Regions from separate parts of the Mus musculus genome. Here region 2 is linked to region 1. A link is a contact called in public Micro-C data. All regions are on one chromosome and are shown on one strand. Each heading gives the region's core, a stretch centred on a gene start, on an enhancer-like site or on the middle of the called end of the contact. The rest is flanking DNA. Distances are from core to core; before and after follow the strand shown.

Region 1 (4,289 bases), core at 1,202-3,701:
TTTCACTGGAGCTCAGTGTAGCTCTGTTGGCAGAGCTTGCTGAGTCCCCACAAGAGGTGTTTGATCCCCAGCACCACATAAAACTCACGTGGTGGTGCCTGCCTGTAATCCCAGCACTCAAGAGGCAGAAGCAGAAGGATCAAAAGTTCAAGGCTGGGCTGGCGAGAGGGCTCAGCGGGTGAGAATACTGACTGCTCTCCCAAAAGTCCTGAGTTCAAATCCCAGCAACCACATGGTGGCTCACAACCACCCGTAATGAGATCTGACATCCTCTTCTGGTGCGTCTGAAGACAGCTACAGTGTATTTATGTATAATATTAAATAAATCTTTAAAAGAAAAAAAAAGTTCAAGGCCATGCTCAGCTAAGTATTTTGTTTAGGGTTAGCCTCAAATACATACAAGCCTGTCTTTTTTTTTTTCTCTTAAATAGAGGAGGTGGATAAGACACAAGAGCCTAGTGAGCCACGTGTGGGATGCTGAGTGTCAGTCAGGCACCTACTACTGGGCTCTTGCAACTGATGAGGCGTGAGAGGCAGATTTAATGCTGCCAAATCTTTGATTTTCCTAGAAAGGCTAAAAACTGAGGACTTTGAGAAGGAGACTGCCTCCAAGTTTTAGTGCTAAAAGCTGATTTATAATATTGAATCAGGGGCTAGAGAGATGGATCAGCAGTTAAGAGCACTGGAGAGGACCCAGGTTCAATTCCCAACACATAGAGGCTCACAACTGTCTGTAACTCTAGTCCCAGGGGATCTAATGTCCTCTTCTGGCCTTTGCAGGCACTTGGCACACATACCGTATGCAGGCAAAACACCTATACATGTAAATAAAAGTGAAAACAAAATGAATCACCGTGGTCGTCCAGCAGGTCTGGAGACTGGTCCTGCAAGCAGCCGGCATTTAATGTCCTTTTAAAACTAAAAAAAAATATTTTCCTTCTTCTTTGGATCCCAGTCCTTATTCAACCCAGGCCACTGGATCAATAGAACTCTCCGCAGTCTCCAAGGCCGCCTGCTGCCATCGCCCTGATAGCCAATCCACATGTGGCACCCTTGGGTCACAGACTCTCCAACTCTGCAGGAGCCGTGACTGTGGGGCTGTGTGGCTGTGTGGTCATCTAGCCTGCCTGTCACTGTGAGCAAAGGTAGGGCCCGCAGGCATTAGGGGACTTGGGTACTCAGTCCACAGAGGCAGATGTGAGGGGGAAAAACCAGACCCCAGGCCAGGGAGGCTTACAGTAGAGTCACTGTCTTAGACACAATCTGTATTCTCCACACTGCTGTGGGTGAGAGGACCAATGACTGAGTTGCTGATATATTACAATTCCATATCAGAATTCAAAAGGTTTTCATTGCCTGGGGGTAAACACTTCTGCAGCAATTATTTCAAAATTAAGTTTAAGCTGCCACAAATGTACCATGCTAGCACTTGCTGGTGATTAGCGACTAAGGACTCAGCATATGAGACCTTTCTGTATTACTTTCCCAATTTCAATGTAAGCCTAGGATTGTTCCCTAAGAAAAATCCATGTTTAAGAATACATTAAACTTGTGGGAATTGTCTTTCAAAAGAATACTAATAAGGGGGAATTGTTCAATCATATTATTAACACATAATAAAGTCATTAAGATGATATAAAATTAACATGGAGTAGAACAGTGTAAAGCGTCCAGAAATAGGCTAAGCATAGCTGAAAAGCCTAAGTGGTACAGTAAGCTCTAGCACGAAGCCCCAGGTTCCGCTCCCAGCAGGGCATGTGCGCCCACACACACCCACACACAAACACAGAGAATATAACACTGCTGCAGTTCAAGTCAGCGGAAAGAATGCTGTTGGGACACGAAGTCAATCAGCACTGAAAATCAGCATTCGGCAAACTTCCCCGGCCCTGCTTCTGCAGAAGGGGTGAGCCCCATCCCTGGGGGCTCAGGGGTTTGGGGTTAAGCTCAGAATTTCCCTCACATTTGCAGTCTTCACATAGTTTCCCTATTCTCCGCATCTCCTCAGTTTATTTCCTGTAAGACTGAACCTTTTTAACATCAGAATCTTCAGGGGAAAAAGGATGTTCTGAGGTGCTCTCTCCCACACTGTGGCTTTAAGGGAGCGTGCATCTTACTCTGCACCCTGCTTATAAAGGCAGCTCCTTTACCAAAACACTGTGGATAAAGCCGGAGTCCGGCATACTCAGTGGAAATCATGAAATGCAAACCATGGGTGACTGACCCCCTAGTACAGCTGGGATGGAGGGCTGATTATCTACAGTGCCAAGTAAAAGATGTTCACACCCTCATCCCGAAGCCAGTGCACATGTGACCTCAGGACCCTGGGAGAAGGGACGAGCCTGGATTTTCTGGGAGGGCCCGGGTCTTAACAAGCTAAAGAGGGAGGCAGGAGGGGGAGAGGACAAGATTCCATAACAGCTGCAAAGGCTAGAAAGATGTGAGCACTACTTCTAAAGACAGAGGATCCTGGCCAAGAGCCAGGAAACACAGGTGGCCTCTGCAAAGACAAAGGATACACCACCAGCCCCAGCCCCTAGGGGGAGCCAGCCCCACTGACACCTGGATTCTGTCAGCAGACCTTCTGGCTGTCTCACCTCCAGAACTGTCAGACACAATACAGTCTTGTGGCTTGTTATAACAGAAACACAAACCCAGTGTCCTCTGCAGGTGCCATTCTCTAACAGGTACTTCATTAAGACAAAGACCATGTGTAAGACTCCCTCAGGAGAGTGATGGGCCTGCAGCGGGACAGGCTTGCCCAGCCTTCCTGGCAGGAAAATGCTAACCAATGGCACACTCAGGGTGGGAGGCCAGGACCGTTCCTCCTGTCGCCTGTCTCCTGCCTGAACACAGCCATGGGCCTGAAGACAGGCAGAACCTGGTTCTGCTGGCCTTTATACTGATACTTCAGTCTGAGAGCCAGCCTGGGTCTTTGCTATTTGCACAGTGGGAACCTACTTCATGGACTCCATGGGGCTGGGGAGTGACTGATTTGGGCTTCCATTGTTAATTCAATGAAGTCCCATAACAAAGTAAAGCTTTCATTCCTTGTTTTTTTACTTTTTTTAAAAAAATCCTTTATGTATGTGAGTACCCTGTTGCTTTCTTCAGACACACCAGAAGAGGTGGTTGTGTTACAGATGGTTGTGAGCCACCATATTGTTGCTGGGATTTGAACTCAGGACCTCTGGAATAGCAGTCAGTGAGTGCTCTTAACCACTGAGCCATCTCCCCAGCCCCGTTCTGTACTTTTGTATGCAGCCCAGACTGGCCTCAAACAGCTAGCCTTAGAGCTGTGTGCCACCATGCCCAGCTTGAAGCCAAGTTTTTTTGTTTGTTTGTTCATGGATTTTTGTTGTTTGTTTTTGTTTTGTTTTGTTTTGAGACAGGGTTTTTTTTCAGCTGTCTGGCCTGGGACTCACTCTGTAGACCAGGCTGGACTCAACCTCACAGAGATCCATCTACCTCTGCCTCCTGAATGCTGGGATCAAAGGCGTGTGCCACCACATTTAGCTTTGAAGCAAAGTATTTAAAATAAAAAAAAATAATAATAAAGCCATCGACATGCAACTCTGCCATCCACCCTGTCCGCTTGCTTCTCAGTTCCTTACTTTGACAAGGTAATTGTGTCAAAGCAGAAAAGCTTTGCAGTGCTCAATGCTAATCACCCCCTGTGTCTCCAGCAACCCCACCACAAGCCAAGACAGCCCCAGCGAGGGTCACTCACAGATGATGTTGTGCCTTGCTGTTCGGACCTGGTACAAGTCCACATCCGCCCGGGGATAGCCCTCACAGTCCACCAGCGGTTCGTTCATGCCAATTCCTTTTTGCTGGAGGAAAGAGATGTGGTTAAAAAAAAATCTCACAGGTGAAAACACCAAGATGCAATTCCCTAGACCTTTGTACTTCTAACTCATGATGAAAGAAACGAGGACCACACAGTGATGTCTTTAGCACATAGTGATGTCTTTAGCACACATCAGGCTCTGTAACTGTGTCCTTATAGCTACCCTCTGCAGTGGGTACCAGTTTTAATTAAGTATTAATAATGAAAGCAACGAGGTCATAGAGATGGATCAGTGAATTAAAGACCAACAACCTGAGTTCAATTCCTGGGGTCCACATGAAGATGAAAAAGGCACACAAACTGCACAAAGCTGTCCTCTGACCTCCATATGCACTCCTCATCAATGCCCCGGGCCACACTATATACACATTCATAAAATGAAGTCTTTAAAAAATAATGCAAGCAATGCATGAGAATAGTGTACACAAAGCAAGGCTGG
Region 2 (4,289 bases), core at 1,094-3,593, 200 kb before region 1:
ATATTAGAGTAACCAGCCGACGGGAACACGGGGCTGAGAATCACCAAATCATAAGAGTTTCCCATGCCAAAGAGGCCAAAGCACGCAGACAGAGTATCCCAAACAGATGAAAAATCCTTGCTGTGTTCTTAATGATATAATTTCTAACTATAAGAGATAAAGATGGGGTCCTCAAAGTTTACAGAAAGAGACTGTGTAGAAAAGGTCAGAACAAAAGTAACAGCTGCAAGTCTCCAGAGCAGCATATAGGTGTGGGTGAAAAATGAGTTTAAAAAAAATTAACCTTAACTTCTTTTCCTTTTATATGTGTGCTAAAACACATTACAAAATTTATAATTTTAACCATTTTAAAATATGTTCAGTGCTACTACTAACATTCACAACCCTGTGCAACACTCATTACTATAAAGTTCTATAACCTTCCTTGCCATCCTCAAACTGTTATACCTATCTAGCAATCTGGTCCTATCTTAGTTACGGTTGCTATTGCTGTGAAGAGACACCATGACTATAGGAACTCTTATAAAGAAAAACATTTAAATGAGGCTGGCTTACAGTTCAGAGATTTAGTCCATTATCTCATGGTGGCAAGACATGGCCACCATGTCTCCAAAGCTCCAGCTCTGACCTCTGCTATTTGTTTGTTGTTTATTTATTATTGTTTTTTCATTTAATTGACTAGATCTCGAGGACCCTGTCTCAATCACTAGATTAATCCATTGATAAATAGTTACAATCTGATGGCATTATTGAGTGATTATGAAAGTTAAGAGGAAGTATCTAGCTGGAGAGATGCTCAGAGGCTAGAAGTACTTGCTGCCTTTCAGAAGACCTGAGCTTGGTTCCCAGCAAACGCATGGTGGCTCACAACCATCTGAGAACCTCTGGCCTAGATGAAAGGAAGTAGACTGGACAAACATCCCAGAAAGACCTTGTCCCCAACTTCGTTTTGTCTGTGTACTGCTTCCTGGCCACGATGAGGTGAACTTTGCTCCACCATGTCCCTCCACACCTCTGAAAAATCTATACCAGAATACCTTTCTCCCTTAAGGTGTTCTCTCAGGTACAACGAGACAGCAGCTAACAACTACCCACATTTACAAGCCAGCTCAAGACAGAAAAGAAAGATCTCATCATTGAATTGGCACTGAGGACAACAACAGGCAAAAACAAGCGAGTGTTCATGAAGTGCAAGCTGACAACTTTCTAATCATACTTTACATGTTTCTTTAAGCCAAGATCTATTCTGCAGGAATTAATTCCACAAATCCATTCAAACATGGGCACAAAGCCAAAAGGGGATATTAAGTTGTAAGATGAGGTTAGAAATGAAGTACATATTCAATAAAAGAGATTTATTAAAATACAAGTATATCTACATAGTTGAACATTCTGAGATAATCAAAAATATACTTGTGCTGATATAAAATGCTGATAAACAGGCAAAATTTTATACAAGGCATTACTAAATAAATAAAAATAATAACAAGCAATGAAATATAAAACATGGCTTCCTGGTTTTAAACTATACTGGGGATTGACCCCAGGACTTTAATCTGGTGCAATTCCATTGAACTAAACCCTGGCTCCATTTGTTTTGGTTTCTAAGAATTACTTATGTGTATATTTGTGTGTCTGCGCAAGCGCATGTATACACATACACACACAAACACACACAGTGTCTGCAGCATTCAGATTATATCTGTATGTCTGTGTACACACACATACACACACACAGTGCCTTATGTGTATCTCTGTATGTCTACACACACACACACACACACATACACACACACACACACACACACACACACACACAGAGCCTGCAGCAGTCAGATTCCTTGGAGCTGCCTGGAGTGGATGTTGAGAACTGCACTCAAGTCTGCTGGAAGAGCTCTTAACCACTGAGCCATCTCTCTAGGTCTCCACATACATACAAAGGGCGAGGGATAAAAATCAACTAATTAAACATAGGAATGCGTTATTTTTTGAAAATAAGGGGAAAAAGTTCAGGCACAGCCTTATAAGGCCTTCTAGTTGATCACAGAAGGCAAGTAGCCACACACAGAGACAAAAACTTGTGACTGAGTGAATTCTGTGCACAAACCCAGCCAGGCAGATCGTGGTTATTAAATGCTGCCTTTAAAGAGTGAGCAGAGGGATAATAATGTCCCATCTTGTCTCTCCTCCAGAACTCCAACTCTTTTGCTTCAAAGAGTCATTTCTGTTGGCTTGTCTTGGGATCTGGCCTCGATCCAAAGGCTATCAGAGCCAAAACTAACAGGCTGAAGAGGGACAAAGACGTATTGAGGAGCCAGGACATGGGGACTAGCTACCACAAGTACAATGCAAAAGTCACCCTGGCACCCCTCCAGCAGACGACCTCCTATAGAAGCCAGGGACACTTTCAGAACCTACTCCTGTGTCTGAAACTCATCTTCCTTGGGGGCCACTTGGCATCTTTGCTTTTAAAACTGAAGTGAACGTGCTGTGGAGAAGTTGGCTTTGAGGACCGAGGCAGCCGGGCTCAGGAACACGGGCCGAAGGGCCCTGTTTTAGAGAAAACACCAGCTGTGTGGGAGCCATGGGTGAAGACAAGTAAGTCACCTGTGCTGGTGCATTTGTGCAGATTTACGTTTGTCCTTAGGCAAAAAGAGCAGGAAATTAACAGTTTCACAAACACAAAAGGTATGGCAACCTGAGTAAAAGCTGGACACAATTTGCCTTGCTAGTGGTATGGCCTCACTTACACCCCTTCATTCTGTCATCTTTACTGACCCGTGCTCTTGTCATCCACATGAAGGGACTGTCCCAGACCCATACCACTTCTAAGCAAATGCAGAAAGCAGAGTGGCTTGAAGAGCAGGTAATGAGGCCAGGGGTAGAGTATGTGCCTAGAAAGCACAGTGGTCCACTTCTAAACAAGTCACATGAGCTGCCTGCCTTACAAAATGGCAATGCTCTGCTAGCGGTGGTGTCTCGAGTACTTGGAAGGCAGAGGCAAACGGATCTCAGTGAGCTCCAGGATACCCAGGACTACAGAAAAACCCTGTCTTGAAAAAATCAAACAACAACCACAACAACAAAATGGCCAAGCTATCCACTGTGCGGGAGCACTGGGTGGACCACAAGAAGGATCTGTGTTTGGCACAGAGTAAGGGCTGTGCCTGTTTCTGGTATTTAAAGCATTAATTACATTCTGGACCTAACTGGATTCACAGTTCAGTATCACTTAAAGCCACAGTCAAATGTTCCTGCTGGAGATGCTACTTTCAGCGTGTTTTCAGCATGCTCAGACTCTAGGTTCATATACTAGTTTAAGGGTGGTCGAGAGGCCTATGTGCCAGGAGAATAAACTTGAACCTAGAACCCTGAGTGCTCCTAATTACTTTGGAATAAGGTACAGAACCAGACTTTGGAGGTGAGGTGGGAGTGGGGGCAGTGATGGACTCATTTAATTTGCATCATTTGTTAAAGAACTTCATAATTAATACAATCTCTGTAAGACTGGGTGTAACATGAGTTCCTGTAGGCCAAGTACTAAAGTGGTTCAAACAGGAAGAGCACCATGAGTTTGAGGTGTGTGTGTGTGTGCGTGCGTGTGCCATCCTACTAGCCCTACACAGTTTTCCACCATCCACTGAGATGTTAGTCTTTTTTCTAGTTGTAAAATTACAGTAATCATTACCATTTGTGAAGTTTCTACACACATTCCTCCTAGCTTTGTTTTCCTTCCTCTTTTATTCTGAGCTGGTAATTCCTGCACAATAGGAAAATCTATCCCACTGAACCAGCACGGGCTTCTGGCTGTCTTTAGTTATCTTTCCTTTTTTTTTTCTTTTCTTTTTTTTTGAGACAGGGTTTCTCTGTATAGTCCTGGCTGTCCTGGAACTCACTCTGTAGACCAGGCTGGCCTCGAACTCAGAAATCCGCCTGCCTCTGCCTCTGCCTCTCAAGTGCTGGGATTAAAGGCATGCGCCACCACGCCCGGCCTCTGGCTGTCTTTAGAAGACTGCACACTGTGTAATGAGACGTGCTGCTCCTCTCTTTCCTTCCCTGCTTCCCTCCCTGCCCACCTGTTCCATTCGCAAACGGAGCTGCTTGTTTGTTAAATGTGCCATCTTATAGCCCTCTGTTTATTTATTATTTATTTTTCTCAAGAAAGTTTCCTGTGTAGTTCTGGCTGTCCTGGAACTAACTCTGGAGACCAGGCTGGCCTTGAATTCAGAGACCCGTCTGCCTTTGTGTCCTGAGTGATGGAATTAAAGCCTGTGCTATCACTGCCCAGC

The links. A called contact is a pair of places that touch in the nucleus more often than the background predicts.
Region 2: a Micro-C map of stem cell-derived neurons shows a contact between it and region 1, with 5 times the contacts expected there. The contact joins two enhancer-like sites. A contact is called at or near these places in 3 of 15 datasets of contacts at CTCF or cohesin (the NIH/3T3 cell line, large pre-B cells and pro-B cells), 37 of 484 Hi-C or Micro-C datasets (the C2C12 cell line, CD4 T cells, the NIH/3T3 cell line and 27 more), 5 of 115 datasets of contacts at active chromatin or transcription factors (embryonic basal ganglia, embryonic forebrain, forebrain and 2 more) and 4 of 9 other capture datasets (adipose tissue, embryonic stem cells, liver and 1 more).

What each region holds. Positions count from the first base shown.
Region 1 is chr5:123,234,138-123,238,426 of GRCm38.p6, reverse strand. Psmd9 (proteasome (prosome, macropain) 26S subunit, non-ATPase, 9) reads right to left here. Exons shown (of 6, transcript NM_026000.2): 2 at 3,731-3,833. Among named protein-coding and RNA genes, the nearest start is that of Psmd9, 8.1 kb to the right of the region's middle. Within about 2 kb of position 2,451, at least 41 of the 459 cell types and tissues checked have an H3K27ac peak or open chromatin away from gene starts, as enhancers often do. A contact at or near this core is called in cerebral cortex, oligodendrocyte precursor cells, stem cell-derived neural stem cells and 1 more, where this site is marked.
Region 2 is chr5:123,430,260-123,434,548 of GRCm38.p6, reverse strand. All of the region lies in intron 1 of Mlxip (MLX interacting protein), which reads right to left. Among named protein-coding and RNA genes, the nearest start is that of Mlxip, 38 kb to the right of the region's middle. Within about 2 kb of position 2,343, at least 34 of the 459 cell types and tissues checked have an H3K27ac peak or open chromatin away from gene starts, as enhancers often do. A contact at or near this core is called in cerebral cortex, oligodendrocyte precursor cells, stem cell-derived neural stem cells and 1 more, where this site is marked.